Regions from separate parts of the Zea mays genome. Here region 2 is linked to region 1. Evidence: chromatin contacts called from public Hi-C data. All regions are on one chromosome and are shown on one strand. The core of a region is the stretch at or near the end of the contact, and the rest is flanking DNA. Distances in the headings are between cores, read along the strand shown.

Region 1 (3,003 bases), core at 324-2,823:
AAGCCCCCTTGCACGCCGATAAGCCCAAAGGGTGGACCACTTGTCCTCCAAATTCTTTGAGTTAGTGCCCCGACGGTCCTCGCCCTTAGTTGTCTGTTTCTCTCCTTTCCACGGGGGTGGTGGAAGTGGAAGAGGAGCTGGTGGTGCTAACCAAGTCATCTAGAAGGGATCAGGTCGCCGGGTCGGTGGCCTCTTCCCGTACTCTAACACCTCCTCCTGCAATTGAGCCAACACGCAGGCAGATTCCCAAGAAATGGATGTTGAACCAAAACAGCAGACTTATTAATATCATCTCGCAAACCATCAATAAAGTGCATGGTCAAATAAAGGGGTCTGTGTGAGATCCTTAAGCTGTCAATTGATCAACAAGGGAGGAGAAACTATCGATGTACTTAGACACCGATGAAGTTTGCCGAATGTGGAACAACTGACGGATCAACAATTCGTGATGATCACGGCCAAATCGAACCAAAACCCAACCACATAACTCTGACCACGAACAGGATCTAAGATGGCTCTGAACAGTTTGCACCCAGCGAGATGTAGCAGTAGTGAAATGCATAGATGAGACCCTCACCCACCGCGTTGGATCAACACTATACAGATCAAAGTAATCCTCACATCTACGGATCCATAACTTGGGTTGATCCCCATCGAACGTAGGAAACGGCATTTTAGGTAAATGATCAGATAAACCAGCCAAACTCCCACCCACAGGTTCCCTAAACTCGGATCTCGAACGATGGAAAGTAGGAGAGGCAAACACATGGGGGTGAGATGGGGATGACACACCCTTTGTCGGGTGATGATCGAGAGTTGTGACAACTCCGCAACCATCATCCCGGATTGATGGATTCAGGTAGTGCCCGTCGGGTCGGGCGGCCGTGGAGGCAGCAGCAGATGGGCGCGCGACCGGAGAGGGAGCCAGAGCGAGCACACCAGTCATGATGGTCGGGTGCTCCACTGCCGACCGTTCGTAGAGCTTGGACAACTTGGAGACGTGAAGACGGATGTCATCGACGAAACCCTCCATGCTAGGACGCCAATCATCGAAGGAGATGACAGCCGACTCGAGCTGCGACAAGCACGTCTCATTGGCCGTGGAGGCCGTGGAGAGCGAAGCCAACTTGCCATCCATCCATGCATCGAGATCCGCCATACGACGCTCGAGTTCCAGATCACGATCTAGAAGGCGCTGCTGCTGCTTGACGTCATAGTCGGAGAGGCGTTGTGTCAACTTCGCATCCTAGCCGCCGAAGCGCTTGGACATTTCGTCAAGCAGGTGCTAGAAGTCAATGTTCATGGTGGCGCGCTGGCGACGAAGACGAGTGTCGTAGGGGTAGGAGGTTGCAGGATCCAGAGTGGAACAGGGACGAGGATCGGACCCCTCTGAGGCCCTGTTCGGTTAGAGGTGGATTGAGAGGGATTAGATGGGTTTGAATCCCAAACAAGTCAAACTTCTTCTTAATTTTTTCTAATCTCATCCAATCCAATCTATGTGTATTGGGAATAACCGAATAAGCCCTGAGTGGGGAAGAAGGAAGAAGGGAATGCTTGGAGAGGAAGACGAGAGATACGAGGAATCGTTTGTTTACAATTCTCTAGATGTCGCTCCATACAAAAGCCAGTGGCTTTTATGCGCGCCGTGGCAACTGGGCTGCACGCACACGCGCGACGCCACACCGGCCCATAGGCCTCACACCCAATCACTGTTGTGGATCCAACAATTGGGCGCCCTTGCACGCGAGCCGAACGAAGACCCTCAGGTGCTGATGGTGGAGATGCAGGTGTAACACGCCGTCCCAACACAGTGGAATAATTGGTATTTTACCACTCAGAATGTTGTCAATCCAACAGTTCTCCAAATCTATAAATTCTAAACCAAGATACACATAATCAACACAACAAACAAAAGAAAATAAAAACCTAAACTGCTAAAAGTTACAAGTCATAACAACACTTAACCAACAAATTCACTACGCTATTAATTACAGTACTAGTTTCATTACTACCGCCGCCTCCTGGTACTGCGCCTCATCGGCTCGGCCTCAACAAGTCTTTTGAGGAATGGCTGGGGAGCGGAAAGCCCCACTGATTCTGGGATGTCAAGATCACCATTAGCTGATGGAACAGCCATCTCTGGCTGCTTACTTGACATGTGCAGCGGCTGGATTCTTGATTTTTCCACCTGAAAGAGCACTCCAGTTAAACACTGCAGCATGTGCCTTGTGGGTATTCGATTTAATGAGAACTGATATTTGATTTGATGGGCAATTGAGTGGTTGCAAGTATGCAACTATGCAAAACTTTACAGTTTTGTGAGTGGGTGCAAGTATGCAACTGGCTTAACTTCAAATCTCCACTGTTAACTTACCAGCTCATGGTGAAAAGAATGAGAATAAGCTTCAGAAAGTCTTCTCTGCAGATCGTCTTCCTTCTTTCCTTCGTACTCAGAGTTCTCCATTTCATTTTCCTTCTCTTCCAGTTCACGATATAACTCTAATAGTTTGTAAACAAATAAAACACTCTGAAATCAGACACAGTTTGCATCAAGCCATCAACCTCTAAAGAAATGAATATGACGACTAATAACCAGGCCGTAAAAGCAGAAAACATTTTGTATCAACTTCTGTTTTCAGAACATGCCAGTGAGTGAAAAAGAGACCGTGTACTACAAAATCGTTTTCATGGTTTGAGAACAAATCCACATAGCCTAAATGCCTTACCTGTAAATACTGACAAGATCCAGATTTGGGTTGGAATATCAAATAGCGTCTTAGCTAAGGTCAACGAAGACTTCAGGATCTCTTTAGCCTGTGCTGCGTCATGTAGCTGAAGCGCCAATGTGCCCAGTATTGTCAAATACTGAGAAACTAACTGGATGTTACCCAACTGTTGGTGCGCTATTTTCAAACCACTTGCAAGGCGGTTCCTGGTATTACATAAGCATTAAATATTTATGAAATACAAATGCACAAACATGCTAATTGTGTGCTCAGAAGG
Region 2 (3,003 bases), core at 161-2,660, 370 kb after region 1:
GTCTGTAGCCAGGGGCAAAAGACACCTTGCAGTTCCCTGGTGCGCAGTCACTAGGGTAAAATGAAATTTTGCTAATATTTGTCTTAAATATGGTATGTGTTTCTCTTTAAATTGTATGTTTTTCTTTATGTTGATAGAGTATGCACCAGTGTACTTTTTAAGTTGGTTTCGCCCCTGTCTATAGCTAACCATTGATTTTAGTCGTTGTCGATGATGGTTAGAGATCGGGTGCCCTATGAATCACTCCAACCATGTTGCAAGCCTATATGAGTACACTATTCGATATTGTCTTCGAGGCAGGTCAATAGTGGTCCTTACAAAAAGTTCAATCATTCCGCTGTCAAGAAGATTGGACCGCGCCAAAATGGAAACGAACGAGGCCGTCAGTGCCAACTGTTTGGGCTTGAATAATTTGTGAGCTTAAAATAAGCCGACGTTGCTCCAAAACTAAGGATGGGCCGCATTCAGATGAACCGTTTTTTCCTCTGCCCTTGCCCCGGCGGCCGGCGACGGCGAGGCCTCTGTCTCAGGCTCTCAGCGTGACTTAGTAGAAAACGATCCAAGGTGTCAGTCTGATAAGCGGAATCTGTAGGTAAGAAAGGAAGGAAATTAAATGGATGATGTGCAGGTCTGCATGTAAATGAGATAAATTGAGAGCAGATTTTTAAAGTCCAGTGCTATAAAACAGAAAAACACAGCTGACCAAAAACACGACTAAGAGTATAGGTGAGCACACCACCAAAACTAAGAGCACCAATTTAAAAAACCTATTTTTAAAAGCCACAATTATCAACCAAACAATGTTTACCTTCCTCACATCTTATTATATCAGTTTTTCTACGCGACTCACAAGTTACAGCAGTCTTTGAAAAGATATATGTCAACCAAACATGCCTGTAATAATGTTGCTATTCACTCGGATCTACTATTTTTTTTTAAAAAAAACTACTAATCCCTATTTGGATTTTATCGTACCTAGTACTTACTAGTAGTCTTGCTTACTAAAATATGCTAATGTTTACTACTTTGTTCAGTATTAGTCTGCAGCTTCTTTGATTTGTTTTTGCTAATTCTTAGTCAGTTTTTCCTGCTAATGATGGTCGCTATTTGCTAGGGACACCATGCATACATCAGACATGTCTTATCACTTCTCCACTTCTCCTTTATTTTACTCCGAGTCTCATTCCAAAATGCCGGCCGGCCGACCCCATCGAGCTCCACGCCTCCACCTCCACGAAAAGCAGCCTGTTGTTGTCCAGCCATCCCTGTCAGGTCTAGTTTGGGTAATCTAGTATTGAAAGAGATTGGAGTGGATTGAGATGTATTATGGGAGTTTTTGATCTATTAGGGATTTATACACTTTCCAATCCCTCCAAACCACTTCATTACTAGAGTACCCAAACTAGCCCTCACGGCTAACCTGCTCAACCACGGTCCACGGCCGCTTTCGGAGCTCTCAGTGGCTCAGTCACGCACACCTACCTCGTGCAGTCCTGCTGTCCAGGAACAAGAACATCAAGTCCGGATCACCTGCGATTGCGAGCACTCGATCCAGCCTTCGCCACCTCCAGGCGCAGCAGCGATGAGCTCCGGAAAGGCGCAGCGGCGGCCGCACGCCGTGCTCATCCCGCAGCCGGCGCAGGGCCACGTCACGCCGATGCTGCACCTCGCCAAGGCGTTGCACGCTAGGGGGTTCCGCGTCACCTACGTCAACTCCGAGTACAACCACCGGCGCCTGCTCCGGTCCCGCGGCCAGGACTCCCTCGCCGGCACCGACGGCTTCCACTTCGAGGCCGTCCCCGACGGCCTGCCGCAGTCCGACAACGATGACGTCACGCAGGACATCGCCGCGCTCTGCCTGTCCACCACCGCGCACAGCGCCGCGCCGTTCAGGGACCTGCTGGCGAGGCTGAACGCCATGCCGGGCAGCCCGCCGGTGAGCTGCGTCATAGCTGACGGCGTGATGAGCTTCGCGCAAAGGGTCGCCGAGGAGATGGGAATCCTGGCCTTGGTTTTCTGGACCACCAGTGCGTGCGGCTTCATGGGCTACCTCCACTTCGCCGAGCTCATCAGACGAGGCTACGTGCCACTGAAAGGTACTCCTACAAGTTTTGGTATCAGTCCTGCTGGATCTGATTTGAAACCAATGATAATTTGCCGAAATCAACTAGCCGCACTCCGAGAACTGAAATGTGACATCTTGTTCTTGTTGTGCACTCTGTGTTAGACGAAAGTGACCTGACGAACGGGTATCTGGACACGGCAATCGACTGGATCCCCGGCATGCCGGACATCCGTCTGAAGGACATCCCCAGCTTCATCAGGACGACAGACCGAGACGACGTGATGCTCAACTTCGACGGCGGCGAGGCGCAGAACGCGCGCAGGGCCCGCGGGGTCATCCTCAACACGTACGACGCGCTGGAGCAGGACGTGGTGGACGCGTTGCGCCGCGAGTTCCCGCGCGTGTACACTGTCGGCCCACTCGCAGCGTTCGCGAACGCCGCGGCAGGAGGCGAGCTGGACGCGATCGGCGGAAACCTCTGGAAGGAGGACACGAGCTACCTCCGGTGGTTGGACACGCAGCGGCCGGGCTCGGTGGTGTACGTCAACTTCGGCAGCATCACGGTGATGACCGCCGCGCAGCTCGCCGAGTTCGCCTGGGGCCTGGCGGGCTGCGGCCGGCCGTTCCTGTGGGTCATCAGGCCGGACCTCGTGTCCGGCGAGACCGCCATGCTCCCGGAGGGGTTCGTCACGGACACCAAAGGAAGGGGAATCCTGGCGAGCTGGTGCCCGCAAGAGCTGGTGCTCTCGCACCCGTCCGTCGGCCTCTTTCTGACGCACTGCGGGTGGAACTCCACGCTGGAGAGCGTATGCGCCGGCGTGCCGATGCTCTGCTGGCCCTTCTTCGCTGAGCAACCGACGAACTGCCGGTACGTGTGCGACAAATGGGGGATCGGGATGGAGATCGACAATGATGTGAGGAGGGAGGAGGTGGCGCGG

Evidence for each region. Hi-C and Micro-C count contacts between places; a contact is called where the count stands out from the background.
Region 2: a Hi-C map of ear shows a contact between it and region 1, with 1.9 times the contacts expected there. The contact joins the promoter of LOC103654242 here to the promoter of LOC103654238 in region 1. A contact is called at or near these places in 2 of 25 Hi-C or Micro-C datasets (ear and tassel).

The regions. Positions count from the first base shown.
Region 1 is chr4:184,998,847-185,001,849 of Zm-B73-REFERENCE-NAM-5.0, forward strand. It overlaps LOC103654238, which reads right to left and starts at 1,574. Exons shown (of 1, transcript XM_020552750.1): 1 at 1-1,574. The coding sequence starts at 1,159. The coding sequence ends at 347. LOC100192084 reads right to left here. Exons shown (of 10, transcript NM_001365512.1): 8 at 2,727-2,932; 9 at 2,375-2,499; 10 at 1,813-2,188. The coding sequence ends at 2,009.
Region 2 is chr4:185,373,392-185,376,394 of Zm-B73-REFERENCE-NAM-5.0, forward strand. It overlaps LOC103654242 (7-deoxyloganetin glucosyltransferase), which reads left to right and starts at 1,411. Exons shown (of 2, transcript XM_008681071.4): 1 at 1,411-2,096; 2 at 2,228-3,003. The coding sequence starts at 1,583.